Regions from separate parts of the Mus musculus genome. Here region 2 is linked to region 1. A link is a contact called in public HiChIP or PLAC-seq data. All regions are on one chromosome and are shown on one strand. Each heading gives the region's core, a stretch centred on a gene start, on an enhancer-like site or on the middle of the called end of the contact. The rest is flanking DNA. Distances are from core to core; before and after follow the strand shown. Region 1 overlaps Fmnl2 (formin-like 2). Region 2 overlaps Fmnl2 (formin-like 2).

What was found. HiChIP or PLAC-seq counts read pairs in DNA pulled down with a chosen protein or histone mark.
Region 2: a contact with region 1 is called in an H3K27ac HiChIP or PLAC-seq map of heart atrium, with 2.8 times the contacts expected there. The contact joins two enhancer-like sites. A contact is called at or near these places in 1 of 15 datasets of contacts at CTCF or cohesin (the NIH/3T3 cell line), 4 of 484 Hi-C or Micro-C datasets (the P5424 cell line, nephron progenitors, pre-megakaryocyte-erythroid progenitors and 1 more) and 4 of 115 datasets of contacts at active chromatin or transcription factors (embryonic stem cells, fibro-adipogenic progenitors and heart atrium).

What each region holds. Positions count from the first base shown.
Region 1 is chr2:52,915,555-52,920,809 of GRCm38.p6, forward strand. All of the region lies in intron 1 of Fmnl2 (formin-like 2), which reads left to right. Among named protein-coding and RNA genes, the nearest start is that of Fmnl2, 60 kb to the left of the region's middle. Within about 2 kb of position 2,782, at least 34 of the 459 cell types and tissues checked have an H3K27ac peak or open chromatin away from gene starts, as enhancers often do. A contact at or near this core is called in heart atrium, where this site is marked.
Region 2 is chr2:52,995,400-53,000,654 of GRCm38.p6, forward strand. The region is part of intron 1 of Fmnl2 (formin-like 2); the gene reads left to right. Among named protein-coding and RNA genes, the nearest start is that of Gm52511, 11 kb to the right of the region's middle. Within about 2 kb of position 2,907, at least 64 of the 459 cell types and tissues checked have an H3K27ac peak or open chromatin away from gene starts, as enhancers often do. A contact at or near this core is called in heart atrium, where this site is marked.

The DNA of each region.
Region 1 (5,255 bases), core at 1,532-4,031:
TCCTCTTATATTTTGATTTTCTTTAATAAACTCTACCATCTACATTAAGATAGGGTAGACAGCACACACCCCGCTTATCTCACTAGCATTTTCTACTAGTTATTATTGTTCGTTTGTCTTGGTAAGGGACACATCATTATTTAAATGTGTGCTTTGTTCTGGCTCCTTGGTGTCACGTGATGCCCTGGTTTGGTTCTTGGATCCCATCAGCGGTGCTGTGTGCTTTGCTTGCTCTGTGTTCTGTGCTGGTTTGGAGTGCAGTCATCTCTCTTCTTTGATAGTTTGCCCAGAGTTCTGTTGGGCATATGTAGTTTGTCCTTCCACTGGGATTAGTGGGGTCCTCTCTGACGGTTAGAGTAAGGCAGCAGGCTCTGAGGGCAGACTCAGAGGCCAAGTGCTGCTTCCTTCACGTCCCTTCAAGAGCAAGGTATGAACTCGATGGGCTACCCCAGTCACCTTCCAAAAGCCAGACTGACAGGTTTTTCCATTTGAACTTTAAAAACAAACAAACAAACAAACAAACCAAAACCCACAAACAGTTGTCCTTCCCTTACCCGCTGCTTTCTGAGGAATTCTCTGAGCAGCTCCACCCTTAGTGACTGGGTGGTGCCCTAGTGCCTCTCCTCCTTAAGGTGTGAAGTAGCAGGCTAGCTTATTTGGAATTCTTCTCATGGGACGTTTGTCTCCCCCCCCCCCCCCCCGTTCATCTATTTATTAAGTTGGTGGGGTAGTACACACCCATAATTTAGCATGGGAGGGTCAGAAGTTCAGGGTCATCCTCCGCTATGCTGTGGGTCAAAGGTCAGCCTAGGTGGTGCAGACCGACCCTGTCTCCCTGATACATTATGCCTCCGTGGACTTATGGATGGTTATTCTGTACTTTGGTGGTAATATACTATTTCTCTTTGATCAGATTTGGCCACTAGGAACTAACTCTATGTTCCATATATAGTTATCTGTCCCATTGGTGGCATGTCTGTCATTAAGATTTTGTTTTTTAAAGCACCACATTATTTTATGACTATAGGAAATGCCTTCTGTGCCCTTTTAACATTTTTTTCTTAATGAGAGTAGTGTGACCCAAAGGCTAAAGTTTGGGTTTTAACTTCATAATCCGTAGTTTCCCAACTTGAAGGAATAAGTTATCTCTTATCTCTTACATCATGAGCTTGATAGCTTTATCAACTTGATACAAGCTAAAGTTATCTGAGAGGAGGGACCCTCAATTAAAATGCCTCCATAAGATTGGACTCTTGAATGCTCTTAACTCCCTCCTATTGCCCCTCCCTCAAATGGACTGCAGGCAAGACTGTAGGATATTTTCTTAATTGATGGGGGAGGGTCCCGCCCAGGTGGATGGTATACCTGGGCAGGTGGTTCTGGGTTCTAAAAGAAAGCAATTCAGTAAGCCACGGAGAGCGAGTCAGTGAGCAGCACTTCTCCATGGCCTCTTGCATCAGCTCCTACCTCCAGGCTCCTAGCCCTGTTTTGGTTCCTGTCTTGACATCCTTTGATGATGAACAGTGATGTGGAAGTGTAAGCCAAATAAACTCTTCCCCAGTTTGCTTTTGTTGGTCATGGTATTTCATCACAGAAATGATAACCCTAACTGAGAGATATATGACTATACCCGAAGTATTTAGGTAACAGAGTTGTTAATAGCTTTATATGTAGATGTTGATTATTAACTTATGCTTAGCGTTTGGACATTGAATCATATCTTCGGACTTCTGTTTCCAGATCCTCCTATGGCCTTTGTGCACACACGCTTAATGGATAAACGAGTGTTTGGAGGATTGAGGTGACCGCTGTGAACTGTTAGGGAGCTTTAGTAGGGACACGTGTCTATTTTCTTTGATCTGATGCATTTAAATTAATGGTCTCTCCTAAAAGCCACAAAGAACTATGAAGGGCTGTAGTGGAATGCATATCGACTTCTTCAATAAAATCTGTTGTCTGTCTAATTAAATGTACATTGATAGACAAGAGTTTTCTTCCCTAAACATTTTGTTTTCGGATTACCATGAATCATATAACACTGGCTTACATTATGTCAGCTAACTGAGAACCCAGTATAGGAAGAGAATCCCAAGCCAAATACAAATAGAGAATAGCCAGAAAAAAAGCTCCTTTATAAATTATGGAGAATGTTTAAGAAAAAAAAAATGGCACGATGGCCAAATTGTTAGATCGCCAGTGGGGTCAGTGATGAACTGGATACTCATTTGAGACTTTATAGAGTTGAGATTCAGGTAAGAGGTTTGGAAGAACTACCTTTCCACATGACTTGTTGGCACAGACTTTTGTAACCAGATCCTATGTGGAAATGAGATGGCGACGTTAAACACTGCCAAGGCAGCCTTACACCCGGGAAGACGGCTGTTCTATAGCAGGTGTAGAAATGGAACGAGTGCTTTTATTGTTAATTTTTTTTTTTTATTTTGTTGGGGAGAAAGTCTATGTGCCTGGCAGTGGATACCAAGGCCTATGTAAATTACGGGTGCTCTCTTTGTATCGGAAGCCTTTTTAACCACACCATGTATGGTTATGGACTCTGGTGTTACAGGAATCAGTATCTTCATCGTTTTTCCTATATGAGGTTGGGCGCTGCCATTAACAAAGGGCTATAGAGTAGGATGTGTTTGAGCGGCAGAAGAGCTTCTGACACTCAGTACATTCCCCACTCTGATCTTTTCCGGAGTAACGTTTCATCTGTCCTTTCTAGGAAGCTGATCTGGTTCCTGTCCTCCAACTGACCAGCACCTAGAATGTCAACAAAATGACTCATCTGCAACATCCTGTCCTTTTCTGCAGAAAGAACTGTTTGCTTTTGGAAACTGTAGAGCTTACCTCTGTGGAAAAACCCCAAAGCATTGTTTCAACACAGGTTTCCTTAAGTTATGCCTTCTGATTTCTTCTCCTTGTCTCCTTTTCCTCTTCTTCCTTCTCTCTTTCTCTTTCTCTTTCTTTTCTCTTTCTCTTTCTTTTCTCTTTCTCTTTCTTTTCTCTTATTTTCGAGGGGGCAGGGTGGGTTGATAATTGAAATCAGGGCCTTCCGTATTCTTCCTAAGTGTTCTGTGCGAGCTCTATCCCAGCCCCTCTTGTGACTTGTGTTGGTTCTTTCTGTGTCCACGGGGTAAGCAAGGAGATTGAGGCTTTAGGAATGGGAAAAGCTTGGAGAGAGCTATGGTGCTTCTGGAAACTCAGGTGAGGAGGAGCCGAGATCTCGTTCAGTGGCAATCGTGATGTCTCAGTGACACATTTTGAGGTCCTGAGTTTTGATGTCTTTGACTTTAATGCCGGTGCTTGGGAGGCAGAAGCTGGCAGATTTCTCTGAGTTCCAGCCAGCCTAGGCTACTGTTTTAGTTACTGGTCTGTTGCTGGGAAGAGACACCGTGACCATTTAGCTTATAAAAGAAAGCATTTAACTGGGGGCTTGCTATACAGTTTCTGAGGGTTAGTTTATGATCAGCACAATGGGATGAATGGCAGCAAGCCGGTATGGTGCTGTAGTGGTAGCTGAGAGCTCACAGCTGATTTCCAGGTTGCAGGAAGAAAAAAGTGAGACCAGGCTTTCAAAGCCCAACCCCAAAGATATACTTCCTCCCGCAAGACCACACCTCCTAATCCTAAACAGTCCAACTGGGAACTAAATATTCAAATAAATATATGAATCTGGGGAAGCCATTCCCATTCAAATCACCATAGCTACATAGGGAGCTCTAGATCTTGTGTTATAGGGAGACCTGTTTCAAAAAACAAAAACTAAAGATTTTGGTGGGTGGGTGTCTTAGGTTTTCATTGCTGTGAAGAGACACCATGATCAAAGCAACTCTTACAAAGAAAAACATTTAATTGGGGCTGGCATACAGTTCAGAGGTTTAGTTCATTATCATCATGGTGGGAAGCATGGCAGCATGCAGGCAGACATGATGCTGAAGAAGGAGCTGAGGGTTTGACATCTTGATCGGCAGGCAGCAGAAGGAGACTGTGTCAATATTGGGCAGAGCTTGAGCATAGAAGACCTCAAAGTCTGCCCCCACAGTGACACACTTCCCCCAACAAGACCACCCCTCCTAATAGTGCCACTCCCTGTGGGCCAAGCATTCAAACACACGAACGAGTCTATAAGGCCCATATCTATTCAAACCACCACAACCAGGTTCAGGTAATTTATGATTTATTTTGATGAATATATACCATGTTTTCTTTACTGTGATACAGGATATCTAGAATGAATAAAAATCCTTATTTATTAATTTCAGTATTAAAGAATTTACGTTTCCTCCTTTCTATACTGATGTTGCTTTATTTTTCAAAGAGGAAACCCTCTCAATTCTCACAGTGTTCTCAGAAGGAGAGGCATAGAGTATAAACTTGACTCTTTGAGGTCTAAGTAGGTATTGACCCTGGGGGATGGGATCAGGGAGAGGGTTGAGGAAGGCATGACCGGGGAAGGAAAGAAAAAGACGGTGTGAATTTTCTTTTCATAGGTGTCTTGAATGCTGTGCTTGAAGATGGTTTGCAGTGTCTGTACACATGGTAGTCTCAGTTCCTTCTATAGGCCTCTTTCACCTCTTAGGTTCTGATTTTCATGTTCTGCTACTGGGCTGGCCTCTGGCTCCCACACCTCTTCCCCACAATAAGAAGTGCTCCATTTACAGAAGAGTGGTTTGAGGTTTACTATGAAACACTGTTCTTTCAAACATGCTCTCTGCATTTGTGAGCCAATTTGCTTTCTCTTCCTTAGAACCAAGCCTTTATTTTCCCTTCCTTTCAACTTCCTGGGAGAAGTAGGTTTTCATCTTATAGCCAATGCATCACAGCATGCAGCAGCCCCTGGTTCACATGGGCACTCAGAGCCAGAGAGAAACTGGAGATGAACACAGTATTTGAAGCCATGCTGAAGTGTTCAGGGTTTGGGGGGACTGAGTAGTTTGTAACAGACTATTTTAATTACTTATTTATGTATTTAGAATGTGTGTGTGTATATATATACACCTGTCTGTGCGGGTGCACACACCTGTGTCTGAGCATATAGAGGAGGCCAGAGGTCTACATCAGATATACTCTTGTAGCACTTTGTTTCTGAGATGAGGTTCCTTGCTGATCCCAGAGCTCACAGAGTTGTACAGATGTGTGCTGCTGTGCACTTTACATGGATGGAGGAGGTCCGAATTCAGGTTAAGGCTGCTGCAGAAGCCATTTACTCAGTGAGCCATCTCCCAGGCCTTGGACTGCTGCTACTTCTGATT
Region 2 (5,255 bases), core at 1,657-4,156, 80 kb after region 1:
AGTTGTGGCGGTTCTGAGCAGCCTGATGCGGGTACTGGGAACTGAACTGGGACACTCTCTGGAAGATCAGTAAGCCCTCTTGACCACCTGTCCATCTCTTCAGTCTCCAAATGGTTACTTTTTCTCACTGCACACAAAGCAGATGTGTATAATCTGACCAGGGAATCACTTTGATTTAGCTAGTGAATGTTTGAAAGATATAGAAATCATTGTGGGGAGTTGATTTTTGCCCCCCTCCCAAACTACAGATTATTCTTTAATGTTGATTTCAAGCATGAAGTTCTATGTAGTGCTCTATGAATGACCTTTGGCTATTGATAGAGAAGACCGAGGTCATCAGACTGGTAGAAAAGGGACTAGTGTGTTTGAGGCTTCCTGGCTCAGAAGGTACAGCTGGCTTTGTTCAGCTGCCATGTACTTGTTTGTGTAGTAATGAGTTTGCATTTTTGTGTAGTAATGAGTTGGTGGCAGGTAGCGTCCACAGGCAACCAACGGAATTGGGGACAGAAGTGGAACATGGTCGCCACCCCACAGAATCAACTCTTGTTTTGGTTCAGTTTTATAAACAGAAGGTGAGAGAAATAACACCCAGCAGTTGTACAGGGAAGCATGCTGTTTGTCTAGCCTGCCTGTTCACTACCTCTGTCACTGTGTGCTTTGAGACCCTGGCCATGGGTATTTAAAGGTTGGATCTCTTAGAAAAAAAGCTTTAACGAAAATAATACTAGAAGGAGGTAGGAGGTCACTCAGGATGTTCTCAGTTTGTTTATTCCCATTAGTAATAGGCATACCCAGCATGGGGGTATACGCCTTTAATCCTAGCACTTGGGAGGCAGTGGCAGGTGGATCTCTGAGTTTGAGGCCAGCCTGGTCTACAGAGGGACAGCCAGTCCTACATGGAAAAACTCTGTCTCACCTACCCCCTCTCAAAAGAAAAAAAAGTAACAGGCACGTCTTAATCTTAGTTTTATTGTGTTTTTCTGTAGGTCATGAGATAAGCCAGGAATGTAAATCAGCTAAGATGATCATGTTACCTCCTAAATGAGGTAACAAGACGCACTTGCACATCTGAATATCCATATGTATGCTTGTCTCCAAAATATACATGAGGCTGTTACCCAACATCTGTGCAGAACTGGTACCAAGACATCCTCTTGCACCCGTAGAAAATACCAACATTTGTGAATATCCATGACTCATAAATACAATAGTAGATAGACTCTATATGTCTTCCCATATACTTAAATAGTAGATAGACTCTATATGTCTTACCATATACTTAAATAGTAGATAGACTCTATATGTCTTCCCATATACTTAAATAGTAGATAGACTCTATATGTCTTCCCATATACTTAAATAGTAGATAGACTCTATATGTCTTCCCATATACTTAAATAGTAGATAGACTCTATATGTCTTCCCATATACTTAAATAGTAGATAGACTCTATATGTCTTCCCATATACTTAAATAGTAGATAGACTCTATATGTCTTCCCATATACTTAAATAGTAGATAGACTCTATATGTCTTCCCATATACTTAAATAGTAGATAGACTCTATATGTCTTCCCATATACTTAAATAGTAGGTAGACTCTATATGTCTTCCCATATACTTAAATAGTAGATAGACTCTATATGTCTTCCCATATACTTAAATAGTAGATAGACTCTATATGTCTTACCATATACTTAAATAGTAGATAGACTCTATATGTCTTCCCATATACTTAAATAGTAGATAGACTCTATATGTCTTCCCATATACTTAAACCATCTCCAGATTACTTATACCTAATGGAATTGTATGAATACTGTATTGTTCTCTCTATATGCCTTGGCTTGCGTTTTAGCAGGATAACTGAGTATGCAGTACTTCTCATACAGTACAGTTCCTGGGCATCTCACATTCAGGACTGTTAGTTAATATCCATGGCCACCCAAACTCTAAATCAAAGAAGGTACCAGCATGATAAAGGGCCTGCCTTTGGAAGGGTTTTCCTGGCTTTGCTACAGGTAACTTAGGATCTAGGACCAAGGTAAGTGTAGGTGTAGGTATAGGGGTGGGCGTGTGTGTGTGTGTGTGTTTGTGTGTGTGTGTGTAAAATCTATTGTAGACCAAGATGGCCTAGAGATTGCTATGTATCTATAAGGAACCTTGAACTCCTGATTCTCCTGACTGTACCTCCCATGTAGTAGATTATAGGCAGATGTCACCAACCTATGGTAGGACAGGAATTTTTTAACATGTGCATCTTATAAAATGGTTTTAGTTGGACAGGGTCTTGTGTAGCCCAAGTTAGCTTTGAATTTGCTATGTAGGCTGCCACAGTCCTTTTGTCACTCTGCCATTGCACTGCTGCGTTACACACATGAGCCACCACACTGCTTTCCAGTTGGTTCTAATCCCTATGAGAAAGCTAGTCAGTCAGTAGTCTCTACGGGCAAATGCCTAGTATACTTTGGTGATTCTAACTGGAGTCTCTGGTAGCACAAGCCGAGAATCAATAGGATCCACACGAACACACTGTGCATTTCTAAGTTGTCAGTAGATGGAGTTTTTTCTTTGTTACGGGGGTGACTTGTTGCTTTTGGCTTTCCCGATACTGTTTTCTGGAGACTCGGGTTGTACAGCATTGCATAAGACCCATTTCCTGCTGTACTTAAGCATCATTTGTGCTTTTCTCTTGTGTTCCCCAGCCTGGAGGAAGTCAGCCTATCTTTCCTTTTGCACAGTGGGGAGACAGAATGTTGACCTCTGAAGCAAGTCTAGGTTTATATTCTCCGGGCTCACCCAATGGTAAGAAAGCCAAACAATGAAGGAGACAGTCCTGACATCAGAGCGGGACGTCTTGGGTGGGGGAATCCCAGAAGAGAACATGTTGTTGTAGGGAACACCCAGAGGAAAATGGACAAATCATGATAAGACTCAGTGGGGATTTCTGGGCCACCAAGAAAGCACTCAGTCAGTTACACACTCAGTTGCATTCGGCAGGATCCTAACAATGTCCTAAAATGGTGATCAAAATTCAGAGGTCTACAAGGGTAAAGTGAATCCTTTAAACTAGCAAAATGTGTTTGGATTTGAGACAAAAGGGATTAGTGGGGTCCTGGCAAGCCAGAGAAAAAAATCCTGAGCCAGGCGCCGTTCGGCTTTGGCTGATGCTGGCAGGCAGGCCGGCCGGCGCGGTGAGGCTTCCAGGTTTGCCTGATCAGATTCAATTTTGGATTTGTATATGAAATCTTCCACATTTTTAAAGACATTTGGGGGGGGTAGTTTTAAATGCTTTATGGGCAATTAAAACCAACTTATGTTAGTGCATAATCAAACTACGTGCAGGTCCACAGTTAGGAAATGGAGCTTAGAGCCCCCTATTTTGCATTCAGGGTTGTCCTGTCCTGAGAGTTTGTCCTCACTATATTGTTGATGTAGGATGTATCACGTATGAGTTACTTGGTAGTGGGTTGGCTTTTCCCCTGCATGGAAAAGGGATCCTCTTGAAAGATAATTCAGGAAATACATTTCTGGATTTTCTGAAAGGCGTTTTGGAGGCTAAAGGTTTGATTCTTTATCGACTGTTATTGCTCGTGGGATTGGCTAGGGAGAGGAGAAGCAAACTCCCACCCAGTTCTTCAGTGTGTCTTGATGTCGATGCTATAGCAGAGGCTTCACATTGCACGCGTCCTGGTTCCTGAGACTCAAAATCCCCCGGGCTGTCCTGGGTTAAGTGGGAGTTAGGGAGTGAGTGTTCCCAGCACTAGCCAGTACGAGAGCCTTCTGCTTTCTAGCTCTTTTCTTCAAATTCTGAGATTTTACTTGTACCTTGTTTCTACAGGAGACCTGTGAGTCTGTCTTGGGAATATACATACATACATACATACATACATACATACATACATACATACATACAAACAAATATTCTCTCTGGCAGAATTTACATACCCTTAGGATTTAAACATTGACAACAAGATACCATATTTACTTTAAATGTGCTCTACTTGATTTTAGTTTTATGAATTACATTTGGCAACTATATTTCATTGTTTAGACTTACAATGTGTAAGTTGGTCCAAGTAGATTTTAAACCATCAAAGGTAAGAAACACACACACACACACACACACACACACACACACACACACACACACACACAGGTCTCTGGGCTGTGCAGTTTTTCTGATAGAGAGAAATGGTTGCATTATCTGTGTGTAGGGGAAGGTGGCAGTAGTGAGGATTTTATTCGAAGTCTTGCTTATTTGACACTTCCCTACTCACATACGGGAATGACAACTTTGTCCTCAGAGTCCTCAGTGGAAATCTCTCATGGGCAATCCTCCCAGTGCACAGAGCCACTGGTAATTGGATCTGTTCTAATGTGCCAGTCAGGGTGCTTTGCCATACAGAGTGTCACTTTTTCCTCAATGGCCCTGGGATTAGAATACAATAGGGAGAAAGCAAGGGTGAAAATGATTAATGGTCTTGAAATGCCATCACATCGGAAGCTGAGTAAGAGGGACATTACATAATACTTTGGTCTGTTACTGAATTTTGTTGTATTTCTGCCCTGCCTGTGTTATAGAAAATCAGAACAAATTATGATTTTTTTTCCCCCTAATTGAGACAGACTTATAGTATGTAGCTCTGTCTGGCCTGCAACTTGCTATGTAGACCAGGTTGGCCTTGAACTCAGATGGGTCTGCCCAGAGTCCTGGGATTAAAGGCATGTGCCACCATGCCCCCCCACCCCTCCCCCCTCCCCAATACTGCTTATTTGGGAATCTGTATTGAACTAAATAAAATCAACACCCCTTTAGTAAAAGATTGTCTTGTTTTACACCCCCCACACCTCCCTCTTGAAACAGGAGAGAATTTGTGTGGAAAACATAATTTATATCTTCCACTTCTAGAGAAAGGAATAGCAGAATATCAGTGTGAAAATCAGAAAATACAGTGCTGGTGAGTAGGGCGTAATGAAGAAAGATAATGATCTTTTGCTAGAATTGACAGAATTGGGGAAGTGCTCTGGTTGTAGGTAGTTAAAAGTGATGTATGAACAAATGAGAATTTGGAACTCTTACTTGGCTGGCTATTGCAGTTTAGTAAACAGGACGGCATGTGTGTCTCTAAGTTGCCCAGTCTGACTCATGAGTTGTGTAGACATCTCACATGTAGTCATCATCCACCTCTAGTGGGCAGAGGTTACAGGACAGACCGAAGGGTTAGAAGCATGCTAGTGGTACCTTGGCTCCA